Linked DNA regions of Hordeum vulgare: region 1 is linked to region 2. The links are chromatin contacts, called in public Hi-C maps. All regions are on one chromosome and are shown on one strand. The core of a region is the stretch at or near the end of the contact, and the rest is flanking DNA. Distances in the headings are between cores, read along the strand shown. Region 1 holds the start of LOC123427309 (ABC transporter G family member 11-like). Region 2 holds the start of LOC123427304.

The links. Hi-C and Micro-C count contacts between places; a contact is called where the count stands out from the background.
Region 1: a contact with region 2 is called in a Hi-C map of seedling, with 4 times the contacts expected there. The contact joins the promoter of LOC123427309 here to the promoter of LOC123427304 in region 2. A contact is called at or near these places in 2 of 6 Hi-C or Micro-C datasets (leaf and seedling).

The regions. Positions count from the first base shown.
Region 1 is chr2H:566,271,976-566,276,438 of MorexV3_pseudomolecules_assembly, forward strand. It overlaps LOC123427309 (ABC transporter G family member 11-like), which reads left to right and starts at 1,741. Exons shown (of 10, transcript XM_045111316.1): 1 at 1,741-2,311; 2 at 3,293-3,582; 3 at 3,687-3,858; 4 at 4,135-4,257; 5 at 4,352-4,463. The coding sequence starts at 1,862.
Region 2 is chr2H:565,800,965-565,805,024 of MorexV3_pseudomolecules_assembly, forward strand. It overlaps LOC123427304, which reads left to right and starts at 2,326. Exons shown (of 6, transcript XM_045111311.1): 1 at 2,326-2,854; 2 at 3,530-3,628. The coding sequence starts at 2,447. It overlaps LOC123427303 (mitochondrial intermembrane space import and assembly protein 40 homolog), which reads left to right. Exons shown (of 4, transcript XM_045111309.1): 4 at 1,425-1,901. The coding sequence ends at 1,601.

The DNA.
Region 1 (4,463 bases), core at 491-2,990, 470 kb after region 2:
TTGTGCACCGTGACCAAGACGGAGAGGAAAACGAGAGAAATAAATGATAATTTGCTAATAAATACCATTGCATGCAATGAATTGGCCACTGCATGTCATGCTAGTTAGTCTCAAGTCATTAAAAACATATACGTCACATGTCTCGTTTATTCAAGTCAAAAAATAAGAAACGAGGTGAAAGTTAATGCACCACACCGAGACAGAGGGAGTAATGAAAATGTCGAGAGTTTTACACACAAGTGACAACCCAATCAACACAGAAAACACTATTATGAGAAGAAAAAAATTAGGGGGGGGGATATAAAATATAACATTAAACATTAAGGGGAAGACATAAAATCCTAGAAACGTTACAAAAGTGTTTAGGAAAAAATACACAACAATGTGAAATATACAGGAGTCCAATATAATTCAACAAAAATCAAGATGTTTCTTCTTAGAATTATTTATATTATGATACAAATGCCCATCACTTCCAATAAACCTCATCGAGTATTTCTAGTTATTATGTACATCTCCAAGTATCTTTCTTCTACTTCTACATTTTCCCCTATGTTCAATTTCTCATAGAGAATCTGTATTATTAGATTTTTAGTTTGTGCTTTTCTTTACATATTGTTGAATTTTTATTATGTTTCTTCCAAGATGCCTGATTGGAAAAAGAAAAGAATTTTATTTTCTTCGGATTTTATTCATGCTATGATGCTGAAGTTTTCACATGCATGAAGCCACCCACGGATATTTCTATTAAAGGAGAGTGTGTTGTTGTCATGGTAGGTTTGTGTTTGTACGCTCGTGTGTCGCTCCTCCTTTCAAAATCACGTCCTACATTAGTTTAATCAAATTAAATCTTATGAAAACCTCAACTAAATCAAAAAGAAAAAAGCATTGCCTTTCCATAGGCATACCCCAAGCAAACCAAATCTTAACAAAACCCCAATTTAATTAAAACATTCCCTGTCATCTCTACCGTACACAAATTAAATTAAATCTTACCAAAATTCAGAATGTTATAGATGTAAGGTATTTGTCAAACTCGATTGATGTTAAACTTCTAGAATATGTATGTCTCTGTTGCAACGCATGGGCAATTAGCTAGTCAATACTGAAAACGGAATTATCCAGAGAAAAGAGAAATTCTAAACGGTCTTGACAATTACAAACCAAGAGTGGGAATGAAGAGACCAACCTTAGACCATAGTGACTAAAATTAACGGGCCAATGAGAAGAGAAAATTAAGAGGGATGTTTCTTCTGAATTGTTGAAGGGATTTAAATGAAACATTATTGTTCATCTTTCCTTGATGGATTTGCCATGCTTGCTGAAGAAATTTTCCAACAAATCGCCATAAAAACGTTTGTTTTGCCATGCTTAAAATCCGACCTCGGTTTTTAAAGCATTTTGTGGGGGGAAATGTGGAAGGTTTTTCTTGGGGTATCCCGTACATGAATAAAAGATTCCTACCGTCACACAAATTTCCCAAAAGTGGCTTGGTTCCAAACAAAACCCTAACCCAGCACTGTTGCATAATAACAGGAGTAGTGTTGGAGTAGGCCATGGGCTGTCAGCCAAAGCCTAAAGAGGACAATTGGTTGTCAGTTTGTTAATAGATGGGCTCGCTCGCAGCCGCACAGCTCTCCCTCCGATTGCTCCATCCATCCATTAACTCCCCCCACCTTCATTATGCATGCATGCTTTGCCTTCCTCCTTTATAACTCTTGCCCTTGCTACCCCCTCCCTCCCTCCTACAGCAGCAGCAGCAGCAGCAGCAGCTAAACACAAGCCTCACTCCACATCGCATCGGCCGGCCTCTCCCTCCGAGGAGAGCTCCCGCACGTCGCCGCCAGTGCGGGCGAGAGCCATGAGAGGAGGAGGAGGAGGAGGAGGGGAGGACACGCGGAGGACGGCGGCCGGGCAGGCCATGGTAGAGCTGCAGGCCAACGGGGCGACCGCGACGTCGGCCAGCGGCGCGATGGTGGTGGGGCTGAGCCCGCTGAGCGAGACGCTGTGGCGTGACAGCAAGGCGCTGCCGGGGGCCGGCGCGGCGGCGCTCATCGGCGAGGTGTCGGCGAGGCTGACGTGGAAGGACCTGTCGGTCACCGTGGCGCTGGGCCCCGGGAAGACGCAGACCGTGCTGGACGAGCTCACCGGCTTCGCCGAGCCCGGGTCGCTGACGGCGCTCATGGGCCCGTCCGGCTCCGGCAAGTCCACCCTCCTGGACGCCCTCGCCGGCCGCCTCGCCGCCAACGCCTTCCTCTCCGGCAGCGTCCTGCTCAACGGCCGCAAGGCCAAGCTCTCCTTCGGCGCCGCGGTACGTACGGCCAGCCACCTCGTCCCACCCCACTCGTCCCACTTCTCCTTTAACCTTCACCTGCTTGGCTCGTTTTCATCCGACAGCGAAAACCGCCATTTTTGGGCATTAGGCTCCCCATGTGAGTTCCACCCGCCCCAGCTAGCGTTCATGCCATTTCCGAGCATGGCATGGAGTAGATGCCATGGCGCGGTACGTTTCGAGCGGTAGAGCGGCGCCGTACGGTCGCGCTCACCGGCTAATTAATTCCACGCCGGTGCGTAGTTATCGGCGCCATGAAAAATCCACGGTGCATACTATGGCGGCCTGCCCCCAGCACCCCTACGCTAGTAGGAGTAGCGCGATCGATAGGGTGCCGCGTTGAGTGAGAGTGGTTGGGTGCAGCAATTAATAGGTTCGTTCAGTTTTCTGATCCCATTGCTGCTTTGCTTTCAATTCGATGCTGCCCTTCATACAGATCTCGTACGCCTAGTTAGTTTTATTTTCTCTCCGTCTGACCGACCGACCTCAACGGCGAAATATCTTCTCTTCCGTGCATGGTTCAAAGAGAAACGGAGACGGGCCTGCTGCGACCTACCCACCCCCTGACCCCGAGTAGTAATAGCATAAATACGGACAGTTGTGTAATTTGATTTGTTATTGTGGCACTGTTGCGAATTTATGACGTGCAGTTTTGGGATCTTTTTCTACCACTTAGTATACGGCAGTAGATTGTGGAGTAGTAGCTAATAGCTTGTGGCCCGTAATAAAACTTACTAGTAGTGATTAGTTTTGCCAGCATGGGACGAAAAGCAGTGGGCCCTCTCCTCTGGATATGTATGTACGCACTCTGGGTTTGGTCTAGCCGACTTCCAGCACTAGCAGTACAAGTTTGGATGCGACGAAACGACCAGAATACTACTTTTCGGACCCATGGCAACGTGACCAATCCTCGTAGTAGAAGAAGAATGGGCGATGATGATGATGTGGTGGTGTATGCAGGCGTACGTGACGCAGGACGACAACCTGATCGGGACGCTGACGGTGCGGGAGACGATCGGGTACTCGGCGCTGCTGCGGCTGCCGGACAAGATGCCCCGCGACGACAAGCGCGCGCTGGTGGAGGGCACCATCGTGGAGATGGGGCTCCAGGACTGCGCCGACACCGTCATCGGCAACTGGCACCTCCGCGGCGTCAGCGGCGGCGAGAAGCGCCGGGTCAGCATCGCCCTCGAGCTCCTCATGCGGCCCCGCCTCCTCTTCCTCGACGAGCCCACCAGCGGCCTCGACAGGTACGTACCATGCCCGGCGACGCGTCGAGCTGTGCCTGTTGTTGTTGGAGAATTGAATTGAATTGGACTGAACTGACGGCTATGGTTGCGCGTTGCCCCGGCAGCTCGTCGGCCTTCTTCGTGACGCAGACGCTGCGGGGGCTGGCGAGGGACGGCAGGACGGTGATTGCGTCCATCCACCAGCCCAGCAGCGAGGTCTTCGAGCTCTTCGACATGCTCTTCCTGCTCTCCGGGGGCAAGAACGTCTACTTCGGACAGGCAGCGCAAGCATGCGAGGTACGTGACCTACTCCACGCAGCAATCAATTCCTCCCTCCACGCTCCAGCCTCCAGCCTCCAGTATCTATTTCGTCGCAGTAACTTCCTTCCTGCCACACATATAATGCATCAGTGGGGCGATGCCTCCTTTTCGAAAAAGAAAAAAAATATAATGCATCAGTGATTAATCACTTCACAGTACCAGTGCCAGTACCCCCTGCTTCTTCTGCAGCACATACAGTATGTTACGCGATCGCTCACCTGCACTTGTTTCCTCCCTCCCACACACACGCAGTTCTTCGCTGAAGTTGGCTTCCCGTGCCCGCCTATGAGGAACCCCTCGGACCATTTCCTGAGGTGCGTCAACTCCGACTTCGACAAGGTTAAGGCCACCCTCAAAGGATCGATGAAAGCAAGGGTAAGACGGTCGATAACCCAACAAATTCATATGTGTATAGATTGTGCCAACATGTTTTCTCCTGCGAGTGGTCTAATTTTCATAAACCTTGCAGATCGAAAGGTCCGATGATCCTCTAGATAAGATAACCACGTCGGAGGCCATCAGGAAACTGGTCTCTGCCTACAACAGGTCACAGTACTACTACGCTGCTAGGGAGAAAGTTA
Region 2 (4,060 bases), core at 1,076-3,575:
GAGGTGGTAGGAGGCGATCCACGTGCGGTCGGACGCCATGGTCCGCTGCCCCCTGAAAAACTGGTCGCACTGATTGAGCCAGTTCAGGGGGTCGACGGTGCTGTCGTAGGTGGTGAACTCCAGCTTGGTGAAGCAGGGTGGCTGCTGCACGTGTGGCGAGACCGCGTAGGCGCCCTCGTGACGACCCAACGCGGCAGAAGGAGAGTGCCGCGGCACCACGGAGCGCTTGGCGTACGGGTCAGTGGACCCGCCGAACCCCCCGAAGGTGGGGGCGAGTGGCTGCAACACGGTCGGCTGTAGCGGCGCCGTCGTGTAGGTCGGCGTGTCGATCCACGTCGGTAGCGGGGACGACGACGGCGACCACCGGACCTGGGTGATCGGCAGGCCCTGGGGCGCGACGGTGGCCGGGGGCGGTGGCGCGAAGGGCGCCGCTGGCGGAGGCGGTGGTGGCGGGGTTGCGTACGGAGCCTGTAGGAAAGTCTGGAGGTTCGAGACCGCCAGGGTGAGGTCGCGGATCGCCGAGGACATCTCCGCCGGGGAGAGGACGGGGCAGCTTCGGCCGCCAGGGCCGCGGTACCGGAGGCGGCCGGTGGCGGCAGCTGCTGCGAGGTGGCGGGGAAGGCGGTGGTGGCGGCGGCTGTGGTGGTGGGAAGGTCCGACAAATTCATCGAACCCAAGCTACCTGATACCAAATTGGTAGAGGCTAGGGTTCTACCAGGTCTCGGACGTAGGTTGTAGGGGTGGAAGTGCGGGCTGCGAGGTTGGGCGTGAGAGAGAGAGGGAGAGTCGGCTAGGGTTTGGGGCTCCCGTCTCCTGAGGGAGACGACAACAGAATACTGTTTATTGTCTGCTTAATATCGAAGGGGTACATGTGTTTATATAGGAGGACAGCCTCCACTAAACCCCAGATAACTTGGACTTCTAATATAACTTGGACTCTAATATAACTTGGACTTCTAATATAACTTGGACTCTAATATAGCTAAGATAACTAGGGCTAAGCCCGTAACTAACCCTGCCCGTTGGGCCTCCTCCGTTGGTACGTTGTACCGGTCATAACAGTTACACTACAATGTTACTGATAGCCAATTATAATTCAATTTGATCAGGAGTACTTATTCAGGTTACTTGTTAATTCAACATAAAATAAAACCCCGAGGGTTTACCCTCTTTCCTCTTTAAAGTGAAAAGAGTCAAGAAATGCAGATGCTATAACTTGACTGGACACAAATTCTTCTGGTTTCTGTTTTCAAATGTGTGTTTTTACACTCTTTGTAATACTCGTATTTCATAATGTTTTGAGTTTGCTGTCACATACAAACCTCTTCTGCTCGTATGCTGTTAAATGCTATTGACTGTCTGGTTCATGTCTACTTCTTCCTGAATATTGACTTACACTAAACTTGCTTCCTTTGCCTTGCCAGGGATCAGATTGTGTGCAGCCCTTTATCGCGCTGCAGAACTGCATCAAGGAGAATCCAGCGGCATTTTCTAAGGAGATATTGGAAGAGGAGGAGAAGGACGAGGAGGCTGAGAAGTCTGACCTGAAAGTTAGAGCTCCAGCATGGTCTAGAGAATCCAAATCCAAACCAAAGCTTTGAGATCCTGTGGTATTAAGCTGACAGCCTGATACAGAGATTGCCCCGATTCACACTCTTCACCTTGTTTCTCCTATAAATTCTTCCGTTATAGGCAAGATTAAGCATCCAGGATTTTATGGCAGGCATAAGCACAGTTTGTGTGGCAGAAATATTTCCACACTTTTTTTTTTGGAATTACATTACACGTTATTGAAATGAGAAACTGGAAAACATGTATTCTAGAGACTTCAGTTTCTGAACGGATTAGACGAGAAATTGTTGTCAGCTCATTATACGAAATCCATGGACCTTGTTAATCCATGCCTTCTTAACTGTGCAGTGACAGTTATTTGACCTTGTTGCGGATGTTGCTATCTGTCTCTTAACTCTGAATTTACTTATGATAACAGTGCAATTACACGACATGTTCAATTTACCACTTTGGTGGGCATGGTCTTAATTATTCTCAAAAAAGAAAGATATGGTTTTAATTTTTTTGCAAGAGCTTTCGGGGAAGCTCAACGATGTAACTTCGGGATTCTGATTTCTGAAGAACTGGACTCGGCAGAGAATTTTTATTCTTTTTCTTTTTTGGTTTCTTTTCCTTTTTTCCTTTTTGGTCTCTTTTTCTTTTTCTTTTGAGAGCTGCCCCCCAGGTAGGTGACACAAGCCCAAAAAGGATGTTGTCTTGGTGGGCTTTCGGCCCTTATTACTGCTCTTCCTCTCTCCCAACCCGTCACAGTTTTATTGTTCAGCCACTGCCTACTCTGGCTTGGTCTCTTCTCCGCACCCCGGAGGAGTCCCCACCAACTCCACCTCCGCCGCGATAAGCCCTAGCCTCCGCCTCCGCCTCCGCCTCCGTCTCCATGGCGACCACCACCCTTTTCCACCCGCTCTCCATCCCCGTCGCCGGCGGCCGCGTCCGGCGCTGCCCCCTCACCCTGCCCGCCCCGACCCGCGCGACCCCCCGGCGGTCGACGCCCCTCCTCGTCGCCCGCGCCAAGCGCACCAACAACTCCAGCGCCGCCCCGAAGCGAGAGGCGGACGAGGAGGTGGAGGTCGAGGAGGAGCTGCCGTGGATCCAGGACAAGGCGCTGGACCTCGTGGAGTTCACCGGCACCGTCACGCAGGCCATCCCCGGCCCCCGCGTCGGCTCCAGCCCCGTGCCGTGGCTCCTCGCCGTGCCCCTCGCCTACGTCGGCATCTCCTTCGCCCTCTCCGTCGTCCGCACCGTCCGCAGGTTCACCTCCCCGCGCACTCAGAAGAAGAAGAGGGTGAGCCTTCGAGTCTGCAATTCATTCGATGCTTAGTGGGAGACTGTGGAGGTGATACGATTAGGAGTTTAGTTACACTTTGGTAGTCCCTCTCTAAGATTGGACATGTTGCTTGTGCTTCAATTCTTATTTATGTCGGTAGATAATGAAGTGATGCTATATTTCTCTTATGAATTATGATAAGAGTTTTAGCCATGGCTAAATGTACGCACATTGTGTGAAGCAGTGGTTCGTGTGTTCATTGCAGACTCCAATAGTCGTTCATTGGGTGCTAACATTGTTCAAGGATCCAGAAATATGGGACATTGGCTCTTTTTTTAAGCGGGGATTTCTATGTTGCAATTTCATTTCTATTCATAAAATATCATAGAACCATGAGTCATGACCATACTAAATAATTCAGTTTGTTTCAGTTAATCAGTAGGATGTTACTTTCGAGTGAGAGAAAGAATCAGGAGAACTTTTTTTCATTTTGTACTAATGAAGTTTCTGAATCACAAGCTAAGCTTATCTTTTGGTTGATCACAATTCACAAGCTAAGCTCATCTTTAGGCTTTATTTTCTCTTTTTCTTGCTGATGTTCTTGATGGAACTATAAATTCTATTGCTCTCATACGTCATAACCGTTATCCAGATATATTTTTGGCATTTCATGGTGACTCCGTTTCTTTGCAGGTGACCAAGAATATATTCTTGTTGAAGTCACTAGATGAGTTGTTTCAGAAGGGCAGGGAAGCAGTGGATTTTCCAGCTATCCAAGAACTAATGCAAAAGGTGTGCCCTTGATTCAACCATTATTCCTGAGAATCTGAACTTATATTGGACTGCTGTTACCACAGACCTGCTTTATTTTCTCAACAAATGAATCTACTTTGGCCAGTGTTACTCAGATATCTTATTCTGGAAGATTAAATTACACTGATGACTTGTGGTAAAAATATTTGGACTAAAGACTATCTACTTGCAAAGATCTAAACCAGAAATTTTGCTGGTCAGAATAGATTTTGACATATCAAACTGTAATGCACCAATGTGTTACAGTATATGTGGATTGAACTAGCCCTTTCCATTAGTTCGGACTTTTGGTTGTGTTGGCTAGTGCATGAAGCTTAACATGGTATCGGAGCTAAGGTCTTGAGTTCAAGTCCTGGTTTTTGCAATTTATTTAAAAAATTGCTGGTAGCCCCCTTTGTGTCCACGTAGAGG